Regions from separate parts of the Mus musculus genome. Here all the other regions are linked to region 4. A link is a contact called in public promoter capture Hi-C data. All regions are on one chromosome and are shown on one strand. The core of a region is the stretch at or near the end of the contact, and the rest is flanking DNA. Distances in the headings are between cores, read along the strand shown.

What was found. Promoter capture Hi-C pulls out the DNA fragments that hold promoters and counts their contacts.
Region 1: a promoter capture Hi-C map of pre-B cells shows a contact between it and region 4. The contact joins the promoter of Rabggtb here to the promoter of Zranb2 in region 4. A contact is called at or near these places in 3 of 39 promoter capture datasets (cranial neural crest, liver and pre-B cells) and 6 of 484 Hi-C or Micro-C datasets (CD4 T cells, muscle stem cells, pancreatic cancer cells and 2 more).
Region 2: a contact with region 4 is called in a promoter capture Hi-C map of pre-B cells. The contact joins the promoter of Slc44a5 here to the promoter of Zranb2 in region 4. A contact is called at or near these places in 2 of 39 promoter capture datasets (cranial neural crest and pre-B cells) and 1 of 484 Hi-C or Micro-C datasets (B cells).
Region 3: a contact with region 4 is called in a promoter capture Hi-C map of second pharyngeal arch cranial neural crest. The contact joins the promoter of Lhx8 here to the promoter of Zranb2 in region 4. A contact is called at or near these places in 4 of 39 promoter capture datasets (cranial neural crest, frontonasal cranial neural crest, maxillary cranial neural crest and 1 more).
Region 5: a contact with region 4 is called in a promoter capture Hi-C map of pre-B cells. The contact joins the promoter of Pigk here to the promoter of Zranb2 in region 4. A contact is called at or near these places in 2 of 39 promoter capture datasets (the C10 cell line and pre-B cells) and 1 of 484 Hi-C or Micro-C datasets (CD4 T cells).

The regions. Positions count from the first base shown.
Region 1 is chr3:153,910,928-153,913,627 of GRCm38.p6, reverse strand. Rabggtb (Rab geranylgeranyl transferase, b subunit) reads left to right here and starts at 1,425. Exons shown (of 8, transcript NM_011231.2): 1 at 1,425-1,703. The coding sequence starts at 1,569. It overlaps Gm24494 (a small nucleolar RNA gene), which reads left to right and starts at 1,938; the gene lies at 1,938-2,018. It overlaps Snord45c (small nucleolar RNA, C/D box 45C), which reads left to right and starts at 1,439; the gene lies at 1,439-1,499.
Region 2 is chr3:153,971,866-153,974,750 of GRCm38.p6, reverse strand. Slc44a5 (solute carrier family 44, member 5) reads right to left here and starts at 1,315. Exons shown (of 22, transcript NM_001081263.1): 1 at 953-1,315. The coding sequence starts at 986.
Region 3 is chr3:154,329,207-154,331,906 of GRCm38.p6, reverse strand. Lhx8 (LIM homeobox protein 8) reads left to right here and starts at 1,347. Exons shown (of 9, transcript NM_010713.2): 1 at 1,347-1,635. The coding sequence starts at 1,555. AI606473 (expressed sequence AI606473) reads right to left here and starts at 1,086. Exons shown (of 3, transcript NR_040387.1): 1 at 844-1,086.
Region 4 is chr3:157,532,842-157,535,714 of GRCm38.p6, reverse strand. It overlaps Zranb2 (zinc finger, RAN-binding domain containing 2), which reads right to left and starts at 1,550. Exons shown (of 10, transcript NM_017381.3): 1 at 1,241-1,550. The coding sequence starts at 1,296. 4930592C13Rik (RIKEN cDNA 4930592C13 gene) reads left to right here and starts at 1,625. Exons shown (of 2, transcript NR_152231.1): 1 at 1,625-1,705.
Region 5 is chr3:152,712,566-152,715,358 of GRCm38.p6, reverse strand. Pigk (phosphatidylinositol glycan anchor biosynthesis, class K) reads right to left here and starts at 1,259. Exons shown (of 11, transcript NM_025662.5): 1 at 1,132-1,259. The coding sequence starts at 1,224.

The DNA of each region.
Region 1 (2,700 bases), core at 176-2,675, 3.6 Mb after region 4:
TGAAGAGGCAAACTGGGCGGGGGAGATCGCATGCCTAGCATTTTCAGTTGTGAGTTCAAGGCCCAGGACTTTAAAAAAAGGTTAAAAATGAAGAGGTTAAACCATATTAATTTACCAGCACAGAGTGGAAAAATTAACCTTATTTTAATGATTTCTGGGATCAAAACGAAGCATGTATTTTCACCTGGTGTCTTTCAAGGATCTTTCCATAGCAATATATGTGGCGCTTTTTGATTAGCTGGGTAACAGACACTCTATAACTGATCAATCTTCGAGGGTATTGGGGATAGGGACTCGAGCTCAGGTTGGCTTCCAAGTGCCTACACAGCTGAGGATTTGGATCACTGATCCTCCTGCCTCCGCTTTCCCAGTGCTGGGATAACAGGTCTGCACTAGCACTCCGGGTTTGAACGCTGTGGTTGACATCAATGTCCAGGCTCCTTGAATGCTAAGGAAAGCTCTTTGCAAACTGAGCGACATGGGGTCCTTCAGGCAGACTCGTAGCCGGCTGCATCGTGACCGCGGAGTCCTTCAGGCAGGTGTGCGACCGGCTAAATCGCGGCCGCGGGGTCCTTCGGGCAGAGCGTGGCCAGCTACGTAGGGCGTGGGCGGCCGGGCGGGCGCGTGTGCGCAGGCGCGCGGGCCCTGACTCCCCGTGCTCCCGCGCGCTTCAGTCTTTCGGCGGTCGGACATGGTGAGAGCACCGTCGCTGCGGTGCGCGGAGGCAGGGGTGGTCTGGGCGGTGGGTCGGGCTGCGGGGCATCGCGGGCTCGCACAGCATGGGGAACAGGCGGGCCTGCAAGGCGATCATTCTTGTGGGGCCCAGGCTGGCCTGGAGCTCTCCGCAATGCCCCTGCCTCGGCCTCCTTAGGCCATACTTGGACTGCCGCTTGAGCTGTGTATGGCTCAGCGTTTTCTGCACTTCTCGAGGCCTGGGATCTTATCCGCGGACCGTGGGCGAGCCTTCCTGGATTGGGCCGCCTGATATTTTTTCTTAACATCGGGGACTTGTACGTGCCTGTATTTTGAAGGTTACATGATCATTTACGAATGTTGTTTCATAGTTAAACATTTTAACTGGGATGGAAGGAAGTCGGCCTTGGCCCACGCCTTTTAATCCTAACACTCTTGGATTAAAGAAGTGAGGCAGAAGCAGGTGGCCTGGTCTACACAGGGAGTTCCAGACCAGACAGGGCTTCATAGCCGAGACTCTGAATAAAGTAGGAAATTTATTTTGGCAATCGCTTTGACCTACTTATTGGGTGAGTCTTAGAATCGAAGGTGGAATTTGGAGCTAATGGGTCTGATTATTTAGCAAAGGGGTTAGCATGTGAAGACTGTAGAAAGGTGCGCTGAAGCCTCAAACTTGTTAAGCAAGAGTGTGTATTTCTGGCATAACTCAAAAGATAAGCGTCAAGATTCGGGTCAATGATGAGCTGGCATGTATTCTGAATCTAAAGTTGATTATAAACCACTTTAGCTCTAGAATTACTCTGAGACCTGAAAGAAAAAAAGTACTGAGATCTGGCTATGTGTGAGTCTGAGATGTCACGATTTCCGGATGGTGAATGGGATCTCTGCTTTTTTCTTGGAAGGGCACACAGCAGAAAGACGTTACTATCAAGTCAGATGCGCCTGACACCCTGTTGCTGGAGAAGCATGCCGATTATATTGCTTCCTATGGCTCAAAGAAAGATGATTATGTGCGTATGATTCTTTTTTCTGTTGAAAGGTTTCTAAGACTAACAGCAATAAGTATAATACTTACTTGTATAATACTAATTGAGAGGCCTGATTTAAAATGTATTATAGGTGTACCTTGTATATCAGAGGTTGGTATTTGACCACATCAGTCATGTGCTGGTACATAAAGGGCGGAAGTGCAGGGCTGCAGGTAGAAGGGGTTTGCTCATTTCTGTCTGGGGTAAAACCTTGAAGGTCAATGATGTGTTGGCATGTATTATCTGAATTCGCTGATGTGTCATAACACTTTAGCTCTAGAATTACGCTGAGACCTTGAAAAGGTTTTACCTAAACTTGATGTAATGGTGTGCCTGGGGAAATGGCCGGGGAGGTTGCCAGCAGCAAGCAGGGGTGGCTGAGTTTGAGAAGGCCCAAGCTGTGGGGGGACCCTCCAAGGAGGAGTCATTTGGGTAAAAGTATTTGTGCAGCAGCTCTCTGTCTTAGAGAGCGTGGCATTTGACTGTCTTTACAACTTTTCAGTTAGTGGGAATCATAGGCCCAAATGTGTGGCCTTCTTGCCAACTGTGCACCTGGTTCTTTTGGGTTTGGTTTGGCAGCACGCCAGTGAGGCCTTCACCTGAATAAATGCTTGTGAGGTAATGCTTCATTTGGTTCCCATCTTTAGCGTCATTTATCTTTCCGTATTCATAGACTTCATTTGTAGAATGCAATAATTGATGCTTAGTAAACAGTAGGCATCAATACTGCTTTTGGTTAATTCACCTGAGGTTAGCACTTGGAGACTAAGAGTATTGGCTCTCAATCTTCTTGCTGCTGTGACCTTTCCTAACAGTTCTACGTGTTGTGGCGATCTCCGACCATGAGATAACTTTTGTTGCTACTTACTTCATAACTAGTTTCATTGTTAGGAATCAGAATGTGGGGCCCAAAGGGTCGGCAACCGCCACTCTAAAGCCTTACGAGTTGTTCACAGCTGACTTAGGTAGAGGTGGGTTA
Region 2 (2,885 bases), core at 66-2,565, 3.6 Mb after region 4:
ACCAACTTTAAACATTGATCGTTCTTCCTGGAAACAACCCTCGGGTTCCTGTCTGTATATGCATGCCCTTCTCGTGCTGCTTGGTGCCTTGTCACCCCCTTCCCTCTGTCCCCAGTGCTGCAGCCAGGGAAGGATCTGGCAGCGAGTCACTACCTCGCTGAGTTTGCGCTCCGCGCACCTGTTCCCCAGGGCTGATGGGAGCCAAGCAGGAGGCAGGTTTTCCCTGGTTTCGCCCAAAGTGAGCAGAGGTGCCTCGAGTTACCCTAGCAACAAGCTCTTCCCACAACCTTCCAGCATCCTTTCCACCCCTCAACTTTCCAACTTTTGGCAAATGTATTTCCAAAGAAGCAACAGGGGGATGACCCAGTTGGAGTCCAAGCCCGTCTGGACAAGAGCCCACAAGGATCTGGCTAGTAGCAAGGCCCTTGACAATAGGTTGGGGTGGGGAGAGAGACAGCCAGACAACCAGGGATGGGAAGATTAAGAAAATGGATGCAGAACTTGCCTGCCCCCCCCCCCCCGCAGCCGCCCCTCCCCGCGTGCCCCGGGAGATGAAGGAGGGGAAAGAATCAGGGCTTTAGGAAAAGAGACAGATGAGAGGAGATGAAGATAGAGAGATAGAGGTTGGAACAGGAGAGGGAGAGAGACTGACTCTAGCAACCAAGTCACTTCTCCTCAGGAGCCAGGCAAAATGCAACAGATACCCGATCCCCAAGCCGCAGTGTAGAAAGGGAGTGTGGTGACAAGAGTCTCCAGGTTCCAAACCAGAGACAAACTCCTTCTCAAGAGTCCCCGAGGCCGAGGGAGACAACCGTGTGCAGAAGAGTCTCTCCCCAACCCATCCCCTGCAGAAGGCAAACTCTTGCCCGCTGCTACCTGCCACTTGGCCAAGCCAGGCTGCGATACCGCCAGCGGAGACGTGGATATGGAGGTGGAGACGAGAAGGACTCACCCTGGCTGCTGGGGGGCTTTCTCTTCCGGGCCATCCTCAGTCTGGTCCCTTCCCCCCCGGGTCCGCCGCGCAGAGCCTCCTGTGCCGCGCAGCCCCGGGAGCTCCGTCGCCTGAGCTCAGCGAGCTCTTTGTGGCGGTGATGGCATATGCCAGGCGGCGGCGGTCAGGTTGCGCGCTCCACTCCACTCGGCTCTGCTGCGCGGGCGCAGTCGCCCCTCAGCTGCCCGCCGCCAGACCGAGCCCCCGCACGCTCTGCGGCGGCCACGGCGGCCCCCTCTGCTGTGCGGCGCCTCTACTGGAGGCGCAGCGCCGGGTCCCCGGAGCGCCAACCCAGCGCCCACCTCCCTCGATCGCGCGCCCGCCCTCCCCACGCGTCCCCCTCCCCACTCGCCGAGCCCTCCGTCCCACGGGCGCCGCCAGCCCTGGCACGGCACCCTCGTCCAGCGACAGTTGGTAGCGGCTGAGGACGGCAGGGACATTCCAGTCAGCAGGATTCAAGGGGGCTGTTGGACTGAACCCCAGTCTGGCATTCCTGTTTCTCAAGGGCACCGGGGTCCCCAGCTGACTGAGACAGGATCTGTCCATCACCTAAAAGAGCAGTCCTCCTCCGCAGACCCTGAATCACACCTGGGCGATGCGCTGGAGTGTCAGCTACTTCTGGTCCTCCTGAGGGAAGATGTTAAGCTGGAGGACCTGCAGGGAAAGAGAAGTGAATTCCCACAAATGGCCTGTCACCAGACCCTGGCAGGTGACCTTGCTCGGGTCCCAAGGCTCTTCATTTTGAGAGTTCAGCATCGCTTCTTGAGCTGCCAGGAAAAGGCAAATAAAGTTTGCCTATCTGGGTTAGAGTTGGTGCCCTGATTTCTTAACCTCCTACAGAAACTTAGGCCCTGGGGTCCCATTCTTTCTCGCTCTGGTTAGGAGGCCTACTGGCAAAGTTTCAAGTTCCCTGGAACTGTCCCCTCCTGGGTGCTAACGAGGGGCAGGTTGGTATATCCTGCTACTGCCCCCAGGCAACAGGAAAAGCTAAAGTTTAGGGCTAATCTGAAAATATAAAGGAGTCAGGGCTTTAAAAGAGTGGCAGATGCGGGACTAGTGTCTGGGATCCAAGCATTCGGGAGACAGAGGCACGAGGATGGCCATGAGTTTAAATCTACACTGTAGAGGTGGTTTAATAGTCCAAAGCACTTCCAATTCACATTTTTCTTTTCTTGTTCCTAAGTACAGCTTCCCATACAATCTATCTAATATTCAGCTGTGATGGTTTGTATATGCTCAACTCAGGGAGTGGCACTATTTGAAGGTGTGGCTTTGTTGGAGTGGGTGTGTTACTGTGGAAGTGGTCTTCAGATAAAGATGTAGAACTCTCAGCTCTGCCTGCATCATGCCTGCCTAGATGCTGCCCTGATCCCACCTTGATGATAATGGACTGAAACTCTGAACCTGTAAGCCAGCCCAATTAAATGTTGTCCTTATAAGAGTTGCCTTGGTCATGGTGTCTGTCCACAGCAGTAAAACCCTAACTAAGACATCGGTGATTACAACTCAATACCCATTGACAGAAGGTTATCCCAGATCTAGTATAGTTTAATAGAAAAAAAAAAAAAAAAAAAAAAAAAAAAACACCAGAGTCAAAAACCACTGATAAGTTCTAGACTTGGGTCATTATACCTCTGTAAGATTGGGTGAGTCACTTAATTCCTCTGGTGGTTTTCTGTTTTCTGGTCCTGTCAAACGTCATGTCAAAGAGTCTGAGATATTTCAAGCAAGCAATGTGACTCAGACCTGTCATCTAGTGCCTGAGAGGCAGAGAGGCAGAGAGGCAGAGAGGCAGAGAGGCAGAGAGGCAGAGAGGCAGAGAGGCAGAGAGGCAGAGAGGCAGAGAGGCAGAGAGGCAGAGAGGCAGAGAGGCAGAGAGGCAGAGAGGCAGAGA
Region 3 (2,700 bases), core at 98-2,597, 3.2 Mb after region 4:
CCTCACCCACTCCTGATTTTCGCTTTTGACGAAAATCAGCAGCAGAAGCCACAGAAGCAGCAGCAGCAACAACAACCACTATTTAGCTTTTCGGGCAGTCGGTCCAAACCTCCACCGTTCTATGCTTTACCAGAATACAGTCGATTCTTAAATCTCAGGTCCCTCATACTCCACGCTAAATTTAATGGAGATCTCCTGATGGGCATCGGCCAGAGGGTGCTAATATGAAAGTGTATGTAATGGCTGAAAAGGAGAGCCGAGATGGCGTATGTTCAAACGTCCTCTGTGTTTAAGGAGGAAAGGGGCAATCAAAGAAAACCTTTAATCCCTGCCCACCCCAATGCTCATTTTGTCCAGAGAAAGTGTGGTCAGCATTAGTTGCTGCTGGCCCCTCCACTACCCCTGATGGCTGGTCTGGGTTCTTCTTCTCCCGCTAAAATAAGACAAGGGAGTAAGATTGCTCTTCCTTGTGTTTCACTACATATATTTCTGTCTAACTAAGGTAACAAAAGCATGGTTTTGTTATAAGGCTTGAGAAACTGACTCCAGGATGTTCTTATATCACTTAAATTCCAAACGTTTCTCTTTTGCTTATCTAAAGGGACAAATAAATAAAAGTAATTAAAAAATAACTTCTTACAAAATTTTTCTTCTATAAACAAAGTGAGACCTCATAAACAAACAAACAAAAAACCTCACACTTTCCAATTCAGATAAAAATTATCTCTACCCTACTCACATTCAAACGTTCACACTTAAGCACGGGAATGTGGAGTGCGCAGCAGTCTATCTATGGCATACCGTTTGTCTAGAATTAAAGAAAATAAAAAAATCGTAACATACTTTCGTTTTTCTTGTATCCTTGATTTCAAATCTAGTCGCGAATCAAATCTAGTCCTTCGTTTGTCCCTTCATTATCTTAACGGGAAAACCTTTCGAAAATGTAGAGAGAACCATTGGTGCGCATTTAGGGAGACCTAAGACTTGGGAATCCAGAAGACCTCCGCTTTCCCTCCGTGAGCCGCTGAAAGAGCTGTAACCCGAATCTTTGTTTAGGTTTTGGCTGGGGAGCGAGAATTTAAAGACAACTCAGAGGCAGAAAGCTTATTCTTAAAAAGAAAAAAAAAAGGCAAGTTAACGGACATCCGCAATTCCCCCCCACCTTTAACACTGAACTCAGAGTAAGTTGTCTGGTGCAGATAAAGATCTTAACATGTAGAGAAGGCGGGTTTTTCATAAGGAGGTGAGGCTGTCCCTTCAGGAAAAGACTTTTCCCCCACACCCCCTCCTCTCTGCGAGGTTCCACCCTCTGGAAAACACAACTTTCCCTCTTTTCCTGGAGGGACAGGCCTTAGTGTGGCTGAGAGAGGAAGAACAGTGGGTCAGAGAGTGGTTACGGTCACTGTGGCCTTTTTGGAACAAGACACACTGGTGGCATCGCTGTTCTGCCTGTTAGCTTTCCTTGGCCTTTGGGGGCGGAGGAGGGGACACTGCGGACACCCACAGCCTCTGACCCTCTGGAGCTGGTATGTGACGAGCAGCGCCTGCGGGGCCATGTATTGGAAGAGCGATCAGATGTTTGTGTGTAAGCTGGAGGGAAAGGAAGTGCCGGAGCTGGCGGTTCCCCGCGAGAAGGTAAGCGAGCCTACACCGGGCGGGATCTGTTGAATAGGAGTTTCCTTGAGAGAAGAGAGTTGTCCGGCCCCTAAACCAGGCTGGGAAACTACCTGTCACTGCCTCGTCTCCAGACCTGACAATTTTTTTTATTACGTAGTAGCGTTAGGTAGTAATCACTCCGTCCCCTCCCCACGGGCTCACTTAACCTAAGGCATGGACACTCTAATTTGGGAGACGAAACCTGGAGCCTAAGACGCTCACGGGGCAACGTGAGTCCTGCTTGTATTCTACGTGACGGGCTGTTCGCGGCAGTCTGGGGCAGGGGCCGGGGGTCTAGGTGTTTGTCTCAGGGCACCAGATACCAATGGCTGCGCTCTGCTGAACGCTGGCTCTTGCCACGGATAAGGTGAATGTGGGGCTTGAGACCCGGCGGCGACAGACCTGGGGACTTGAGTCTTCCAGGGCCCGCCCGCTCTTAGAAAGGGACAAAAGAACGATTTCGTTGGAAATACCAAAAGGGCAAATTTCGCAGTACGAGGCGAGCCTAACGGGGAGACCTGGCAAGCTGTCACCTACTCCGGAGGCAAGACCCGTGGGTGCTCGCATTTTATGGTGGAACTCGGTTCCTAAACTGTTGGAGAGCAGGGCCGGGGTGGGGGTATCGGCTGGACATGGGCAGAGTAGTGCTGGCTTCGTGTTTGTCTGACGGTTGCGGGTAGCGTTTCTGTCTGGATGCTTTCTGTCCACGAAGACGCGCCCGGGAGCAGCTGCGCCGGGGCTACCCAGGCGTGCGGCCGCTGGCTCACCTGGAGCTTTCGGAAGACAGAGGAAAAGGAGACAAAGGGACGCAAAAGCGAGGGGTGTGGGCTGCTGGAATCCGCGGACCCACTCGCCCTAAACTAGACTTCTCAGAGAGATTGCATTCGTTTATAGAACAAAACTGAAAGTGCAGCCAGGGATTGGGGACACTTGAGCGACGCGTCCGCGTGCTCTAAAATATTCTGACCCGCATTGGGTGAGTTTTTTTTTTTTTTTAATGGAACAAATTAAATTCAGCTGGATATTTCCATTATTCGGCCCGCT
Region 4 (2,873 bases), core at 301-2,800:
TAAAGACAGAATTAAATTGTAAAGAAATTTGAGTATTATAGTATTTATCAAATCTAAAACTAAAGAACAGAAAACAAAACCACAACCAACAGAAAAAAGTGTAACCTTATGACATTAACTAGTTAAGTTTTCACACACTTGCACTACTTTAGTATTTGTTAAAGCAGTTAGATACTCCAATTTAAAGCTTAAATAAGTAACGACAAAGAATCCACCACCCTATTAAAAAACAATGAATGAGATAAAATAGTGAAAGGAAGTGTAACACTAAACTGAATGGCTCCAGACAACTTTAAGGTCCCTTTTTCTGTTAAAAAAAAATACACACGTTCCAAGTAAAACTGAAAATATATTCTGAAAACTGTCTCCTTGATTTACATATTCAGTACAAATAACATTTAGTTTCTGCCGAGTTTAGGTGTACAGGACTTTGAATGAAGGGTCCTCCCAAAATATACATGGGTGCTTTCAGTAAGAACACAAGAGCACAGTTTTCTACGAGTCACACAGAAGGCAGAGAGGCTGGTGTCTTAATCTCTGAAGGGTTCCAAAGTGTCACACAGTTCCTGCAGTGACAGTCCAAGAGGATCTCGGTTCTAGTCTGCTGACTTGGTATGCTTAGCCTGATATCAGTCTGATACCAACCAAGTGGATCTGAGTGACATCATTTCCTTGCTCTCCACACACTGCCCATGTTATTTCGGTGTTAACTGTAGTCGAGCAATGTATTTTCTAGCAAAGGTACTTCAGGCTAGACGCTCTGCAGTAGACAGAAGAGTAAACCCGGGTTTCCTTCAGCTCTGACTCTGGCTTTCCAAGAACACGAGCTGGTACATCACTTTTCTTTAAAAATAGGGACACCTATTCAGAACGATCTCTGTGGCCATAAGCGGAGCACACCGGCTTCCCGGCCACGTACGTGCCCAGGCCTCCTGCCTCTCGGCAGGAGGATGAGAAAAGCCAAGTCACTGGGGACGGATCGCAGGCCCGAAAGCACGGCGGCCGCAGGGAGGGAGCGAGGGACGGAGGGAGGGAGGGACAGCGAGCGGCCCCGGCAGAGCTCGGAGCAGGGCCACTGAACCGTGAGCTCAGCTCCGCGCGGGGTCACGTGCGGGCCGCCCGCGACCGCTCAAGGCCGGCAGCGACCGCCCCGCCGTCCCCACAAAGGCCGCGACCCCGTCGCCGCCCTCACAGGGACCTCCCGGCCACCCCAGGTCCCACGGTATCCCGCCACGCTCACTTCTTGTCAGGGCAGATCCAGTCCCCGTCACTGACTCGGAAATTCTTGGTCGACATCTTGGACGCCAGCAGCAGTGCCGCCCGCAGCGACGTCCCCACCGGAGCCGCGGGGGCCTCGCGCCGGGCTGTCCTCGCGCCGCCGGACCCGCCCTTCCCTGGGGTGGGGGAGAACTCACACCGCCGGACCGCGAGCCTGGAGCAGCGGTGCGGAGACGACGCCCAGGAGCCAGCAGCCCGTCCTGAGGCTCTGCTTCGCTTCGGCCTTACCGAGCTCCTGAGCAGGCGTTGTGAGGACAGCCCGGCCCGGCGGCCATCGCAGCCGAGTTCTCCGCAGGCCGAAGGACCCTAGAGAAAGGCGCTTCCGTTTCCGGGGCGGGGCTAGGGCGCAGAGGCGGAAGTGACTCGGCGCGGCTCGATAGCCCACGGGCTTGCGCGTTGCCTAGGGTTTACTGGGGCGAGCAATAAGGTGGGAGGCTCGAGTCTTTGGAGAAGATACTTTATTTTTATTTTTGGACAGAGACTGAGGATTAAACCAGGTTGCCCCGGACATTACTGTTTCATACATACCACTTGGAACCTCTGTCAGGCTTCTGTAGGCCACGTCAAAAAGATAAACTTTTTTTCCTGTGAGAACATAGGGTCTCACTTTTAGCTCCACCTGGCTTGTGTAGTTAGGCTGCTTAGTATTTGGATGGAAAAGTCATATTAATGAAGGGAGATATCTCTCCTTCTTGGGCTGTTGCTTAAAAACTTAGCTTTAAAAATATTTAATATGTGTGAGAGATAAGCCCTGTACACAGAGGAGCCACCCCAAGGTTTTAGAAATAGGAAATAGTATTGATACAATTCTGACCCCAACTCACTACCTTTCCCCAGATTTAACACTGGCCCTTTGGGTTTATTCTCGTTCTTTATAAAAGATTTAGTTCATATACTGTATGCTTATTTTTTAAAGTGAGAAATGGTACAATTTACTGTGACAGAGGGTTGCTTTTAGTTCCGCGTAGTTTCTGAGTTTGCAGTTAGTTGCATGTAGCTCACTTTTATTTCAGTCATGCATATTCACAATTCTTTCTTGTGACAGTTAAGCCCCAAACCCTGCACTTTGTCACAACGTGCATTCAAGTATTCTTTTTAAAAGATTATTTATTTTATTTATAGGAGTACACTGTAGCTGTCTTCAGACACACCAGAAGAGAGCATCCGATCCCATTACAGATGGTTGTAAGCCACCATGTGGTTGCTGAGAACTGAACTCAGGACCTCTGGAAGAGCAATCACTGCTCTTAACCACTGAGCCATCTCTCTAGCTCCCCCCTCCCCCATGCAAATATTCTTGCAAATATTCTTACAGTTAACACCCAAATCTATGTTTTGGCATTGTTGATCAACTCTCGTGAACATTTGTGCACACGGGTTCTGGCATTTATATTTCTCGCATATAGCTCTTATCCAGGAGAAAAAAAAATCATTAAACTGCTTTGGTTTTAATGTCTAACACTTTTGATACTTATATTCATCTTGATCATCTCACTTGAAAGCTCTTGGATGTATTTTATTCTGATAATTGTCCACACCTTCCCAGTTATTTCATATTGTATAATCACTGATTTTTTCCTGGATTTTTATCTTGG
Region 5 (2,793 bases), core at 10-2,509, 4.8 Mb after region 4:
TGCTCCATTGAAACTTTACTGAGAACTCTGTAGCAGCAATGTAACGTTAATCAGTCAACATTTAGTTAACGGAGCACCTTCTACGTGCCAAGCACCACGGAATACGGTGATAGGAAAATCACCAAAAGGCATGCAATCTTCTCTCAAGCACATCAGAGTTTAATACAGGTGGACATGTAAATGCACTGCACTACAATGTACAATTACGGATTCACTGTATGCTTAGACATCTATCCTGTCGGGGATGACAGCAGATCACAGTGCGTGCCTTCATCAGAGATTACTGTCCAGTTAAATAGACACACGTTAGCAAAGAACTCACCACACAATATATAAAGACACCAAATGTGGTCTGTAATTGTAACAGGGGAACATGACTTTGTAAGGGAAGGTTTCCCTACAGAAGTGACATTTTGGGCGAATACCCAAAAGATGAAAAGACAATTCCAGACCAAAAAAAAAAAAATTGGGCCAATGGCAAAAGGGTCCCAGTGGTTTGTGAAACTGAAAGCTTAACAAAGCTAGACATTTAAAGAAGGTGTAAGAGATTTCAAGAAGGGGTCCTGAGTGACATGATCAGGTCAGCATTTGAAAAGTTACTCCGTCCTCAGCTCAGAGAACAGACTAAACCAGAACTGCCCCTGCTGAGTTAGGAGACTAGGGCAGCCTCGGTGATAAACTTGGACGAGGTGTTTTTACAGTGTGTGCTGACGCCCGGGCAAGCAGGTCTAAAAAATAATGCTAGAAATCCAAGTCGCGTCGCTGGGGAAATCGCTGGTAACAGCATCGTAAAGAAACCAGACGTCCTGCAGCCTCAGGGAGGAGGAGGTCAGGGCGGAGGAGCAAAACACCAAAGCCATGACAGTCCCCACGCGTGCCCTGCCTGTCACAGGAGCAGAGGACCGGGTCCTCCTCCCTCGTCACCGCTGGCTTCGCACTCTTAACAGGGCGTTCTAAAAGGCTGTGTCCGGTCCCTGTCCTCAGGACGGACGGTCCTGAATCCCACAACACAGCCCGGGGAGGGAAGACGCTGCAGGCGGCTGCCCTCAGGGGCCGTGCGTCCTGCACCTGAGGCGCTCACAGTCACACGGTCCTCCCTGGGGTCGGTCCTCAACAGACACCGATGCCTACCTCGATGTGTCCAGCGGCAGAGCTGCCGAGAGACAAGAGCGCCAAGGCGGCCAGGGTAGCCACCCGCAGAGTGAGGAAGCAGGGGGCCGCCATGTTTGCCGGCTTCTCACGCCCCGAAGAGCAAAGGGGCGGGGCGAGTGCCGTAAAGCAGCGCTGCCGCTGCCGTGCACGGGGGGGTGTGGTTTGGTTTGTTCTTCCCATGGTAGTGGCCTTGAGTTGTTTTAGTTTTTGTTTTGTTTTGTTGCTTCATTTTGTTGTTTTGTTTTGTTTGCCACCGCATACACCTTCCTCCATTCAGGTTCTGGAGTGGCCGGGGCAACCTAATTGGAGAATTACTTACTCAGCTATGTTTCTAGGTTTGTTTTGTAAAATAGACACAATATTTAAGGAGGAAATTTTAAAAAGATAATTTGGGGATCCACAATATTTGATGTTTCCCTTTGGTGTGGTGCTATCAGTTAGTTGGCTATGTGGTCCAAGATTTCTAAATCTTAAAGGACGACAAAATGGAAATATGATCACTGGGGTTTAATGACTGCCAACCTACAGGGGAAAAAAAATGGGTTCAGTGAAGGATGTTGCTTCAAGAGATCAAGTCAGAAAGAGGTGGCACCCAACACCTGCTTCTGGCTTCCATAAGTGGGCCTGTAAACACACACACACACACACACACACACGTACACACACGTACACACACGTACACACAGACACCATACAGAAGGGAAAAAATATACAGTATTTCTGGTCATTCTGTTTTCTAATTTTGAAAAAAATTTTTGTTGTAACACTATTACTCATCCATTTTAATTATTCTTTGAATATTTCTTTTAATTTTTTTTGAGACAAGGTCTCATTATGAAGCCCTGCCTGACCTAAAGCTACCTTGAACTCACAGAGAGACCTGCCTACCACTGTCTCCCACGTGCTGACATTAAAAGCACGTGCTACCATGGCCAGTTTTGCTTGAAAGTGTTTTGTGTCCTTTTTGTTTCACACACACACACACACAAAACAACTTTAGTTTTTGGATTTTATGTAACGTGTATGGATATTTTTCCTACATATATGCCTAAGCACAATGTGTGTGCATTGCCTGCAGAGGTCAGAAGTGGACATCAGATCCTCTGGAACCAGAGATGGTTGTTAAATCACCACGTGGGTTCTGAAAACTAAACCCAGGACCTTTGCAAGAGCAGCCAGTACTCTTAACCACTGAGCTATCTCTTCACTCCCCACAAAAGCCCTTTTTTTTTAATTGGATATTTTATTTACATTTTTAATGTTATCCTCTTTCCATGTTTCCCCTCTGGAAACCCTCTATCCCATCACCCCTCCCACTGCTTCTACTACAACAGACTGACCTACACTGACAGCATTTCCCTACACTGAGTCATCTAGCCTTCACAGGACCAAGGGCCTCGTCTCCCACTGATGCCCAACAAAATTATCCTCTGCTGCATATGCAGCTGGAGCCATGGGTCGCTCCATGTGCACTCTTTGATTGGTGGTTTAGTCCCTGGGAGCTTTGGGGGGTCTGGTTGGTTGATATTGTTGTTCTTCCTACAGGTTGCAAACCCCTTCAGCTCCTTCAGTCCTTTCTCTAACTCCTCCATTGGGGTCCCCATGATGAGTCCAATGGTTGGCTGCAAACACCCACCTCTG